Linked DNA regions of Mus musculus: region 2 is linked to region 1. Evidence: chromatin contacts called from public promoter capture Hi-C data. All regions are on one chromosome and are shown on one strand. The core of a region is the stretch at or near the end of the contact, and the rest is flanking DNA. Distances in the headings are between cores, read along the strand shown. Region 1 holds the start of H4c12 (H4 clustered histone 12). Region 2 holds the start of H4c8 (H4 clustered histone 8).

Region 1 (6,715 bases), core at 3,006-5,505:
ATTCAAGAGGGTAGGAATAGGTGCTATATGTATAGGTTAAGACCAGTTAAGTTTATAGTGTGGAAGGGAACTTTCTAGTCATGAACCTCTGGAATTGACACCTTCCATAAGTCTTTAGATTTCTAAGCAATTATCTCACAAAGTGCACATCCTTCCAATAAAGTGAGTGGCTCTAAAAAGAGCCTTTGTTTCAGGAGTGAGTTAGAGGAACCCCAAAGTGAATACAGGGCAACAGCCTTTTTTAGTTGAAAGTGTGGGTGGCTCTGAAAAGAGCCTTTGGGTTAGGAGTGTGAGTTAAAGGAACTCACTTGGAGCTGGTGTACTTGGTGACAGCCTTGGTGCCCTCCGACACGGCGTGCTTGGCCAGCTCCCCGGGCAGCAGCAGGCGCACGGCCGTCTGGATCTCCCGGGATGTGATGGTCGAGCGCTTGTTGTAATGCGCCAGGCGGGACGCCTCGCTCGCGATGCGCTCGAAGATGTCGTTCACGAACGAGTTCATGATGCCCATGGCCTTGGAGGAGATGCCGGTGTCGGGGTGCACTTGCTTCAGCACCTTGTACACGTACACCGAGTAGCTCTCCTTGCGGCTGCGCTTGCGCTTCTTGCCGTCCTTCTTCTGGGCCTTGGTGACGGCCTTCTTGGACCCCTTCTTCGGGGCGGGAGCGGACTTAGCGGGTTCAGGCATGGTAGGAACTGACCAAAAGCCTAAAGATACAGAAAGAAAAGAAATGTAAAGTGTGTCTGCACAGGCTGCCTTTTAAACAAACTTGTGGCTATAGCTATCGCGAATTAGCAGTCGTCATCCACCAAATACCCAATCATAGCAAGGGCTTTTCAATGCAACTCTGTTATTGGTCTAGGTGCAATGCTTCTATGTAACCAATGAAATTCCTACTTTTTCATGCCCTGCATTGACTATAAATACTGTCAGCTTTGCCTTCAAACCACTTACTGAGCAGGCTTATATTCTAGGTTCTACCATGTCAGGAAGAGGCAAGCAGGGTGGCAAGGCTCGCGCCAAGGCCAAGACCCGCTCCTCCCGGGCCGGCCTGCAGTTCCCCGTGGGCCGCGTGCACCGGCTGCTCCGCAAAGGCAACTACTCGGAGCGCGTGGGCGCCGGCGCCCCGGTGTACCTGGCAGCCGTGCTAGAGTACCTGACGGCCGAGATCCTGGAGCTGGCGGGCAACGCGGCCCGCGACAACAAGAAGACGCGCATTATCCCGCGCCACCTGCAGCTGGCCATCCGCAACGACGAGGAGCTCAACAAGCTGCTGGGCCGCGTGACCATCGCGCAGGGCGGCGTCCTGCCCAACATCCAGGCCGTGCTGCTGCCCAAGAAGACCGAGACCCACCACAAGGCCAAGGGGAAGTGAGGCCCTTGATAGAAAGCAACCCTTTCCAACCACCAAAGGCTCTTTTCAGAGCCACCTACAAAAACACTTGGAGGAGTTGTGCTACTTTGGATCATTATTGGGCTAATGAGTGCAACACTGAGATAATGTGAACCTAACCCTAGTTTTATTAATGCCTTTAGAATTGTTGCATCCAACCTATTTATACAAGCCAGTGTGAAATTTAATTTACTGACCTATAAATACTAGTAGCTATTACTACGTTTTAATGTTTCAGGCCACGAAGTTTGCTTGTATCTTCCTGTAGTGCATTCTAGGAGGAAGAGCAAGTTACAGCTTAGGGACTACTTAGTTCCCTCAGCATTTACAGGATGACGTCTGTCGTTTTTATAAAATTTGGGAATCTGTTCAGCTTTATACCCCCTTTCAACCTTTTCTGTTACATTGCAGAAGATTTTTTTTTTTTGTAAACACCTTATAACTTACATGCAAGATAAAGGTTACCGTGGTTGCACAAACTTTTAAGGAGGCTGAGGTTAAAGAAAATGTTAAAAACAAACAAACAAAAAAACCCTCTGCTGCCAACAGACTTGCCGAAGAAATGCCGAAGATATACAATTCAGTATATTTCTATTTATTCTGAGTCAGTAGAAGAAATTAGCAGAAAAGGAACTCTAGAAAGGAAGGTTGAAGATTGATGTAGTAAATCTATTACTAGAGTTATGTTATCTGAAAACAATTTGGAGTATATATGGACAGCAGTTACCATGAAAAAGTCATTTAGGGGGCTGGAGGAGTGGCCAAGTGGTCAAGGATGATTGCTGATCCTGTAAGAGTTCTCTAGTTTAATTCCTAGCTAACATCAGGTTTAGGGTTGCGGCAGAGAGAAGCTAGAATTGCAGGTCTCAGTCTCCCTGTCATCTCACAGGTCGAGTACCCACTGCCTGTTATATCCTGTGCCAAACTCCACTTACACACACGGACTGAACCAAACACACATCATTCTTGGACATGTGGAGCTTGATGGAAGCCAGGATCCACCAACAATCAAAAACCTTATACATCCTGTTGGACCTCCCAGCCTGCTTGGTGTCCTATAGTCAAATCTTCAAGTTCCACAGTATTCAAATGACAAATTTGAAACAGAGGAATAAGAAACCCTTCCTTTGTCACTTTTTATTGTTAATTGTCTTTTTCTCATGAGACTTCCTCATAGAAAGCAGAGACATGGGAGCACCTCCAGAACACCTGGAGAAAAGTCCCAGCATACGGGTTCAAGCCAAACTCATCATTTTATCTGGGTTCCTAAAATAGCCATTGGCTTTCTTTCAGGATTCACAGGCACTGAAGCCAGTCTTCAGTGTAGTCCTTGTTTTCTCTACTGAGCGGAGATGACAGGCTCTTAACTGTGCCTCTTCACAGCTCTCTGGTACAGCCCTAATACTCTTCATGGTTTATCCTTTCCCACCTTTCTGACTTTGACTTGCGTCATCATCCCTGCATAGTTGAAACACACACACACACACACACACACACACACACACACACACACACACACACACACAGAGACAGATAGAAAAACAAAACCAAAAAATCCACTCACCTCTCACCTGAAAGGGAATAAGAAACAGTGTATACTAGAGGTTTCTCCAAATTTCATGTTCCAACATGGAAGGAGTCTTATGAAGTTATAAAACAAAGTAAAGATAGGTTTAAACATATTGGAGAGATGTGCAGCAATGTGGGAGAAACTTTTCTACAGATCCCAGATACTATCTGATGACTTTCTTGCCTTTTGGATTGGTGGAAACTACTGATCTGCTATGTTGAGGTTACAAATGAGGTTTTTATCTATTAGTCACAAACTGTTAGACATAGAGGACCACATTCAGAGCATAAAGTGTGACCAAGAAGACAACCAGCATTAGAACCTGTGACACTCCAATTTCACTGTTTTCATACCTCTCATATATGTAGTTCCTGTCAATCAACCAGTTTTTGTAAATATAGTTTTTCCATCAATTTTCTTGACAGATCCTAATTTAGTAGATGTGGGGGAAAAGTTTCAGGAGATTAAAAAAAAGTGTTTTTCATTATACTTGTACTGTACAGAGAGTATTAGTACAGAGCATAGTAGTCACAGATGAACCCCTGTCTTCAAATATTTTGTTCAGACTTCACAAACCCACTTGGATATTTTCTTGAAAATATTAGTGAAAGTCAATTAAATAAAAAAAATCTTTGAGAAATGAGGTTGGCAATAAGAGCGATGAAATGTCAATATAGATAAGCTTAAATTTAATATGGTCACAATAGAAATATCAGAAGTGACCGTAAGTATAGTGATGAAAAATTCACTTAACGGTGAAAAATGACTTTAAACTTAAAATGATTCACCAAGCGATGCAGATGAGTAATACCGATTGGTGCTTTTATGAAAAGTTCTCAAGAGAATAATACAGGTATTATGAGGCTTTTTGTAAGTTTGAACTAAAAAAACCCAAAAAACCAAAAACAAAAAACATTTGAAATGTGGTTACAATAGAGAAGGAACACAAGGTAATTCAGAGCACGGTTTGCACGTTGGAAAGTGTGTACTGAGCACCAAAGCGCCTTAGCAGCCGCCTGCAGTGTCCTCTCTGGACGGGGTTACGGGTTGTTAAGGGGCCGCTTGGCTTTCTGTATTTTGTACAGTCAGTGTACTGATTGTGCGCTCGATTCTCCAAACTCTTAAAAGGGCGTGAGGAGCTAGTTCCCTCAGAAAGCTCGGACAGGGAAACAAAAGGCGCCCTTTTTCTTTTTGGTAAGTCTTCCCCTCCCCCACAGCTGCGGGCGCAACTTCCCGCCTCTTCCCTGCAGGTTCTCATTTCGGTCCGCCCGCCGCAGTATAAAAAGGCGGCGCTCAGGCTCCCTGTCAGCATCTCTGTTCTGAGCTGTCCTGAGTGCAGTCATGTCTGGCAGAGGTAAGGGCGGGAAAGGGCTCGGTAAAGGTGGCGCCAAGCGCCACCGCAAAGTGCTGCGCGATAACATCCAGGGCATCACCAAGCCCGCCATCCGCCGCCTGGCCCGGCGCGGGGGAGTGAAGCGCATCTCCGGCCTCATCTACGAGGAGACCCGCGGTGTGCTGAAGGTGTTCCTGGAGAACGTGATCCGCGACGCCGTCACCTACACGGAGCACGCCAAGCGCAAGACCGTCACCGCCATGGACGTGGTCTACGCGCTCAAGCGCCAGGGCCGCACCCTCTACGGATTCGGAGGCTAAGTCTTTGTCTTTTATTTCTGCTACAAAAGGCCCTTTTCAGGGCCACCCACTTAATTCTTTGAAGCGCTGTACTCATGTCAGAAGGGTTAGAAAGTCCTCATGACCAAGAATACAAGTAATGTCTCTGACATGGGTGACCTACTTTGTAATGGTCAGCTTTCACATTTTTGTGTAAAGTGAACTAATTGGTGTATCAGAGAGTTTTAACACGTCAATTAGTAAATGCCATTTTCCTGGCTTTGTGCTTAAGACATGATCTTTTCTGTGATCTCACTTATCGGTATAATTGACAGTATTACATCACACACACACACACACACACACACACCAGCTGGTTCTCTAGCTCTCTAGTACAGATATGCCATAGAGGGGGGGGGGGGGCTTTTGAGTTTTAGGAGTAGTGCTGGAGATTGAATTCATTCTGTAGATACAACATTACCAGCATCCCATAACCTTCTGTTTGCCATTGCTGGCCTCAAACCTGTGATCTTTCTGCCTCTGCCTCAGAAGTAGCCAGTATTGCTCCCAGATCATGCTTCAGAGCTGATTGTTTTTCCCTCCCAGCAACTCTGATTTCAGAGTCGCTGAGTGGTTTTGCCCAAACTATGACTTATTAGAACTTCCTGTGGGTTGCTGGTCTTTCAGGCAACATTGAAACCCCAATGTTTGACAATGTCTTTTCATTGTCCGCATTTGGTGAGTTCTAACACATCATTTGCCTGTAGAACTTTTAAGTCACAAACTATTTCTTTCCACACTCCTTTGGAGATCCCATCCACTGGGTCATTAAATAGTATCTGTTCCTTAATGACTTCTAATTTTATATTTGTAGCTTAAGTTTTCTTATTTAGCTTCTGAATGTTTAGTAGCCTAAGGCTAATAAATACAACACAGTGTCCTAACAGGACACTGCAACCAGTATCCTTTCTCTTTTACATGAAAATGAAAGCACAATTAAGCACCAACAAAACAGCTCAACCACTGAGGGATATCTTATTCTCCATAACAATATATAACCACCCAAATGCACCACAAAGCAAGCACTTCAATGGTGTACAGCAACTTGGATAAAATTTATATGCAAATATAGTTTATTAAATTTATTATGGCTGGAGTAGTGGCTCAAAGGTTAAGAGCAATTGATATTCTTTAGGATAAGAGTTCACTTCCTGGTACCCACTATGAGCAACTCATAACTCACTAACTCCAACTAAAGAATATCTGATTCCCTCATCTGACTTCTACATCATCGATGTCCACATCACTCTTTTTCTTAAATAAATAATACAAAATTTGAATCAATTTAAATGCAAATCCTACTGCAAAGAAAAAGAAGTGGAGCAAGATTTTATTTATTAATTTTTTGTTTTGTTTTTTGTTTTTGTTTTCTTTATCTTTTTGAGATACCCCCAGCTGGCCTTGAATTCCTGACTTAGTTTTCTGATTTAATCTTTGGAGTGCCAGAATTACAACATATAACATCTCTGGCTTATTTTTCTTACTGCTGCATCAGGCTTCTTCATTGGTTATGAAGACAAGTGTCCCAGTTTGGACAAAGTGGAAAGTAGCTGGACCAATGACTCCAGTAAGCAGAAAAATTGGCCTGGACTGTCGTGGCTCAACCTAAACTCCTTGAATACTCTGACGTTTTATTGGTAGTTTTGCAACTAAATGCGCCTAGTTCTAGAATGAATAGCACCATTAAATGGCTGGACTTAGGCATTTCATATACGAAATATATTTAGGATATCATGAATTTTAGCATTCAGGTATTTTATGTTTAAATAGTACATCACATATACCATCAGTCTCTTGGATCTTTATCCCTTTATGTGCATTAACACAACAGCACAGTTTGCTCCATATCTATATCAAACACACTTTAGGATCTTGTTTTACCTATCATGTCTGTAATTTCAAATATACCAGAAAGTTACATTTATAATGCAAGGATAACAAGACCATGAATTTCTCTAAGTATGGTTCACCTCTGGAAAAGATGCTTAATGATATGGTATAAAAAATCTAATGTTTACTTCTGCTGTATTTCAATGATAAAGTTATCAAAAGTTAAAGTTAAAGAACATAAAAGAACATACTT
Region 2 (6,715 bases), core at 2,456-4,955, 1.8 Mb before region 1:
GGAGTGTTTAAAGTGACACAAAGCAAGCAGTAATGTAACAGGAACCACAGGTCAAGTATCCTGAATCTTGCGACTTTGTAAAGACTTGCCTAACAATTTCCGTAAGACCCTTTGTATTTTCTCCCAACCCCGAATGTCTGCTGCCTCTCCGGAGCAATACGAAGATGTAGAGGACTGCAAGACCAAAAGTTTTGTGCAACGTGTAAATCTATGTTTATGCTACATCCAATATTTCTCTGCGTGAGGAAGACAAAGCAGTTGCCTAAGAATTACCTCAGCCTACCAGAATTATGGTTTTGTGCTTGAAACATTAATATAGGTTTTTCCACAAGCTAAATTAACCATGTTACTAGACTCTTATATGAAGAAGTGGTGGCTCTGAAAAGAGCCTTTGGGTTTTGTTTAAAAAAAAAAAAAAAAAAAAAAAAAAACTTAGCTCACTGGCTTACTTTCCCTTGGGCTTATGGTGGCTCTCGGTCTTCTTGGGCAGCAGCACGGCCTGGATGTTGGGCAGGACGCCGCCCTGCGCGATGGTCACGCGGCCCAACAGCTTGTTGAGCTCCTCGTCGTTGCGGATGGCCAGCTGCAGGTGGCGCGGGATGATGCGCGTCTTCTTGTTGTCGCGGGCCGCGTTGCCCGCCAGCTCCAGGATCTCGGCCGTCAGGTACTCCAGCACGGCCGCCAGGTACACCGGGGCGCCGGCGCCCACGCGCTCCGAGTAGTTGCCCTTGCGGAGCAGCCGGTGCACGCGGCCCACGGGGAACTGCAGGCCGGCCCGGGAGGAGCGGGTCTTGGCCTTGGCGCGAGCCTTGCCACCCTGTTTGCCGCGTCCAGACATTGTAGGTACCTTGCTGTCAGGATCTGTTCAGCGTATAATGATGCAGCCACAGCACCATTCTAATACTCAACTTCTGGCGCGAAAACGGAGTGATCTCGTTGGCTACACATAGAGTTTTACCTAAACCAATGGTAGCTTGTATATGAAAAAACCTTGTTTTGATTGGATAGTTAACGCATAATATTTCAGGACTCTAAAAGGATAGCCACAGCTTTATTTAAATTGCAACAAGGGCTAATATTTTTTTTTCTTGGTGTTGTTTTCTGTTCACTATGCCTGAGCCCGCCAAGTCCGCTCCCGCCCTGAAGAAGGGCTCCAAGAAGTCCGTTACTAAGGCCCAGAAGGACAGCAAGAATTAATTAGGAAAAGACTAAATAAAAGGGAAAACTTGCTCCTTTGTGAGACAATAGCGTCTGGGTTGCATTCAGCCTAGTATTTGAGTAGGCTGAAGACTATATTTAAAATTATACAGAGAACTGTTCTCTTAATTTTAATACTTTCTCTTAAAGAGTTATTTTTAAGTATGTGCATGTCTTTGTATGTATAGATCCTCTGGAACTGGTGTGAGCCACCCAAATAGATAGTGAGCACTGAACTCTGGTCCTCTGCAAAAGCAGTAAACTACCATCAAGGCACCTCTAGCTCCAACCTTCAATACTTTTAATATTGCCCATAGTCCCATTTTTGGTCAAATTAAAATTAAAATTGTTTAAAGGTAGACCTTAAACCTGCAAAACCATACACAGAACCTATTTTTCATAGCCCAGACCACTGATCCAAACCAATGTCCTCCGCAAACTGAATAGTTGTAGAAGCCTCCTTACTACTTTTCCTTGACACTAGTTTTCATCAAACATCTATATTCATTGTTTTGACATTTAACTCAGGTCTTGCCTGTTCTCAGCTCAAACCCCTACCGTAGTTCCCACCTCAATGAGAGCAAACTCCAACAAAATGAACAAGGAACCCTTCACTCACTCATTAAGAGCACTGGCTGCTTTTCCAGAGCACCTGAGGCCCATCCCAGCACATACATAGTGGCTCACTACTGCCTTAAACCCCAGTTTCAGGGGATCTAGCACCCTCTTCTAGCCTTCTTGGGCACATGGTGCACAAACACCCATATACATTTAAATTATTCATACTTATAAATTCCAGAACTCAGAACAGTTGCTGACACATGTTGTGTTCAGATTACTCTTTTCAAGCCTCAGATTATTTTCTTCTTCAAACAACTTCTTAACCTCCATTAGTATATGATACTTTTCGCTTACCCACAGAAACCCTAATCTTTAAAAGTAAAGATGAGAAACAGGAGGTGCTGGGGTAGGTCTTTAATCCCAGCACTCGGGAGGCAGAGGCAAGGGTATATCTGGAGTTCGAGGCCAGCCGGGTCCACAGAGTTCAAGGGCATCTAGTGCTACCCAGAGAAACACGGTCTCAAAAAAGAAAAAGAAAAAAAAGTGGTGGTGGTATCATGATGACGATGACGAGAAACAGTCAGAAGGCTGAACAATGAGGAAAAGTATTTCTGCAAAACCTGTTAAGCTGAGTTGGATCCCTCGGTGGAAGGAGACCCAAAATCCTGTAAACTGTTCATTCACCTAGTAACACACACAAAGTGTTAAATAAACATCACATTAACACCCTGAATTTCTGTGATTTCATAGTATAATCATACAAGTAGATTGCTGGCCATGAAGAAAAGCATCTTTTCTGTCGAGTTTTTCTTTTGACTTTTGGGGGGTTTCTTTGTTTTCGTTTTGTTTTGTTTTTGGAGACATTTAGCCCCAAACTTTCGGTGTACAGTACTCTAAAATCTTATCACTCTTGGCTGAAACCAAATTCCTGAAGATACACTTAGACCACATCGAAAATATCAAAACTGCCTATACTGACTTAGATTTTATTAAAACATCCATCACGAATGCACTCCTACATGTTAACAATCGGGACGTTCCCATAAAGTTGCATATTAGAACTACCAGTTTTTTAATACTTTATCTAATGCCCAACCTTAATGAAACATTCCTTTTTTAGTAAACACCTCTCCACCGTGAGTGCCAGAAAAGCCCACACTGCATGGGTCTCCAGGACACGCCGGATTTCCGCAGTCTGCGCAGACGCTCCAAAGCACAGAAACAGCCAACCACCGTCGGTGCTGTGCACTCAGGCCCGCCCCACGCTCTAGTCCCAAACTGCGCAGCCGCTAGCTCTCGCGCTTTGTCCTTGCAACCTGCACCATATAAACAAAAAACTTTATACTTCCTACTTCAATAAATGCACGCTGCCCGAATATAATTTAAGAATTTGCCAACCTGGATTGTAAATACCTGAATAGTGAGTCGATTAACGTACTTACACAACGCTGCTAACGTTGCACAATCATTTCAAAACGTAAAACACATGTTCGCTCTTTTAATAAGAAAATGTGGGCGGCCCTGAAAAGGGCCTTTGGTTTTGTAGGTCAGAAGCAAGATTCGCTTAACCGCCGAATCCGTAGAGGGTGCGGCCCTGGCGCTTGAGCGCGTAGACCACGTCCATGGCGGTGACGGTCTTGCGCTTGGCGTGCTCCGTGTAGGTGACGGCGTCGCGGATCACGTTCTCCAGGAACACCTTCAGCACACCGCGGGTCTCCTCGTAGATGAGGCCGGAGATGCGCTTCACTCCCCCGCGCCGGGCCAGGCGGCGGATGGCGGGCTTCGTGATGCCCTGGATGTTGTCACGCAGCACTTTGCGGTGGCGCTTGGCGCCGCCTTTGCCAAGACCTTTACCGCCCTTGCCACGACCAGACATGGTGTACTTGCTGAAGAAAAAACCTCAACAGAGTGGAAGGCACAGGCACATTACTTATATGCAGTGTTTTCGGACCTGATTGAAGACTGAAACCCCCTGCAATGGCCCCGCCCCTGGCATGGGCAATGCCTAGTGACGTCACCAACGTTCGTTGTACTCGCTCCTTGAGCTGGGTCCTTTGTCCCCATTCCGGACTTCCCGGCCATTTTAACGAGTTCAGACTAAACAGTTTCTTTAGCAATACATATTTGTCACTTGTAACAAATTTAGAAAGACAGGAGATCTTTGGTGAGCCAAGCGATCACAAATACTGATGTGGAGGTCTCGCTTCCCATGTTTTTATTTTCGGCTGTAAAGGACTAAACACTGGAGAAAATAGCACCATTTCTTCCACTATCTCGACTTAAGGACAAACCTGATCCCAAACTCTTCGCGCAGGTAAATGCGTGGTTGGTCACTAAGACGCGCTGTATTGTTTTCTCCTTTGTCGAATTACTTACTAGTATGTTAATGTTTACTGATCTAGTCCAAATTTTGCTTTCTCTTTGACTCATTAGCGACATTATTCCCAACAAATATTAGCCTTTAGGTAGACAAAAATTAGAAGGTGCCTTCCTGCAGGCCTTTGTATGAAGTAGAGAAACACCAACTGCAAATAAAGTTAAGTATAATATTTTGAAAGGCTCTCTTTAAGTAGCAGAGTGGCGCAGCGGAAGCGTGCTGGGCCCATAACCCAGAGGTCGATGGATCGAAACCATCCTCTGCTATCTGGACTTTTTTTTTTCTTTTTTCCCTCCTCCTAAAGTTAAGTTCGTGAGGTAAATCGATCTCTGCAAAACGGAACTGGAACTTTTACATGGACGCTCAAGTGGTAACTCATGTGTTCTCTTGGTAATAAGTCAGATTTATTTTGCCCAATAAAACCTAAAATCACTACACGAAGGTGAATACAAGTGTAAGAGTGGAGGAACAGAGCTCAGTTTCTTCTATACATAATTCATAAAGCCTTATTTTTCAAGGGTCTGGTGGTAGGAATACATTCATTGATCAGTCCCTATAGATATTCTTTGCAATTACTAGAGTCTTAATCTTGACAACAATAGGTAGTGTTTTGAGAAAAGTGTGTGTAGTTAAGGGAGGATGTGGGGGTCTTCAGTTGAAGTCTGACTGAGAAAACCACTTCTGCTACCGACATTAGTCTCCACTTTCACAAAGATAAATCTTTGCTAAGCTATTGCTATTCTCTACGCTTATTTTTCAAGTTTTGTACTCACTGTCTTTTTTTATTTCTCTCACAGTAAAGATTCCTGTTCAAATTTTATATGTCACACTGTCCTAGAAGTTAAAACACAAAAAAAACATAGTAAGTAGTCTAGAATCAGTACAGATATTTTGGGTTACTTTGTTTTGAGTGACCTTGAAATGCTCCTCTTGCCTCTGCCAACAAGCTGTACTGTGTCTTCTTAAAATAGTTTTTCACTGGATCAGAAAACAGAAATCCAAAGGCCTCTCTCCTGTTAGGCTGTAGAGATGGAAGACTTTATTTCTTCTCAGAGGGGGTTAAAGGTAAAGATCAGCCTTTTTTTTTTTTTTTTTTTTTTTTGCTTCAAACCAAAAAAAAAAAAAAAAAAGTGAAAATTTTTTTTAAGAACTACTTTATGAGCTGCAAGAATAAAATTGATCTCAGCCCCATAACTACCCACCAGTTCAGTGACTTGGGGAAGTCCTTCCGTAACTACATGCGTGTGTAGTTAGGATTACAGGAAAGACTACAATACAGGAAAAGACTGTCACGAAGGAGAAGACTGGAGAAGGCTCTCTTGTCCTCTCCTCCATGGTGTCAGACATCCATCACTCCAGCTGAAAGCCACAGGAGTGTGCATCAGCTATGGCAGTCTAGTACTGTCTGTTCAACAGGAGTTCGAATAGTTCCAGGGAACTGGTTGCCTGGTGACCACATGCTTACTGGTCATAAATTAAATGCTACATTAAGTACACTGCCAGCATGGGTCACAGTCACTCCCTGCTTCAGGGATGGAGAATAAAATTACTACCCAGGAGCTATGAGGACATTCCCGAATTGTCATTTTCAGTGTATGGCTAAGGGTCATTACCATGGCCCTTACCCACAGAACTGAACATTAAATAGAGAAGTTCTGCTCCCATAGCCTTGCCCCAGTGTTATGGAGTGTGCAGCCACTGGGGAAAGACCATACAGTCAATCTGATTATAATTACAAAGTGCAATACATACAATCTCTGAGCTAACTGTGAGATTGCCATGAAGGAAGGCTATGGGAAGAGGAGTTTCAAGGGGGAAAATAACAAGACCTTTAATATCTATACAAGCAAGCAAAAGCTGTTCTGTTCTGCCAAGTCAAGTGGTTAAGCCAACTCAATGCCATCTTTGGGTATCTGTGTAAGCCAGTTACAGAAGCAAAAATAATAATAATAGTTAGTCATATAGTAACAAACAGTCACACGGGGCTCTTCAGTTTTAGAACAGGTCACTGAGACTTATCTTCCAGGCAAACAGCTAGAGGGATGCCTAGCATAAAATAGTTTCTTTAGCCATCACACTGGCATTTATAGACCAGGCAAAGGAATGGATTTTGCCAAGAAACTTGGGTAAGTGATTGCTAGACAGCCAAGAAAAGCATTCTAAGCAAAAGAAATAAACGGAGGTCCACATGAGAGCTAAAACACTCCTAACTACAAAGATTCAGTGTGAGAGAGCAGGAACGAGAGGAAGGCAGCTCCGAAAAGAGAAGGGGTTGCATGCAGACCATCTCTTCATCTGATGGAAATGTCACCAAACGGTAGAACACAAGATACCTAATGTAGGCTCTATGGGATTGTTTCAATGTGCATGTTTGGAGCTATCTATATTAAACTATGCAAGAGTGACCATCTTAAAATGTCATCTCTACATAAATATTTCATACACAGACTTAGCTGAACATCTTAAACACACACACACACACTTCAGCCGCCCAAATGTTCCTCCATCCCACTCAACAAGAACTATGGGGATGGCTGTTTGCTCGTTTTGCTGTTCTTTTTTTTTTAAATGTAATTATAT

The links. Capture Hi-C pulls out chosen DNA fragments and counts their contacts.
Region 2: a contact with region 1 is called in a promoter capture Hi-C map of adipose tissue, with 13 times the contacts expected there. The contact joins the promoter of H4c8 here to the promoter of H4c12 in region 1. A contact is called at or near these places in 8 of 39 promoter capture datasets (the HPC-7 cell line, cranial neural crest, erythroid cells and 5 more), 7 of 484 Hi-C or Micro-C datasets (B cells, cerebellum, cerebral cortex and 3 more), 21 of 115 datasets of contacts at active chromatin or transcription factors (CD8 T cells, the NIH/3T3 cell line, the SCID.adh cell line and 14 more) and 4 of 9 other capture datasets (adipose tissue, liver, macrophages and 1 more).

What each region holds. Positions count from the first base shown.
Region 1 is chr13:21,748,093-21,754,807 of GRCm38.p6, reverse strand. H4c12 (H4 clustered histone 12) reads left to right here and starts at 4,255. Exons shown (of 1, transcript NM_178211.2): 1 at 4,255-4,663. The coding sequence starts at 4,303. The coding sequence ends at 4,614. H2ac15 (H2A clustered histone 15) reads left to right here and starts at 896. Exons shown (of 1, transcript NM_178183.2): 1 at 896-1,431. The coding sequence starts at 981. The coding sequence ends at 1,373. It overlaps H2bc15 (H2B clustered histone 15), which reads right to left and starts at 732. Exons shown (of 1, transcript NM_178201.3): 1 at 255-732. The coding sequence starts at 685. The coding sequence ends at 305.
Region 2 is chr13:23,528,034-23,534,748 of GRCm38.p6, reverse strand. H4c8 (H4 clustered histone 8) reads right to left here and starts at 3,705. Exons shown (of 1, transcript NM_153173.4): 1 at 3,271-3,705. The coding sequence starts at 3,634. The coding sequence ends at 3,323. It overlaps Gm11335 (predicted gene 11335), which reads left to right and starts at 3,821. Exons shown (of 2, transcript NR_167693.1): 1 at 3,821-4,072. It overlaps n-TMcat9 (a tRNA gene), which reads left to right and starts at 4,330; the gene lies at 4,330-4,401. It overlaps H2ac10 (H2A clustered histone 10), which reads right to left and starts at 874. Exons shown (of 1, transcript NM_175661.3): 1 at 371-874. The coding sequence starts at 838. The coding sequence ends at 446.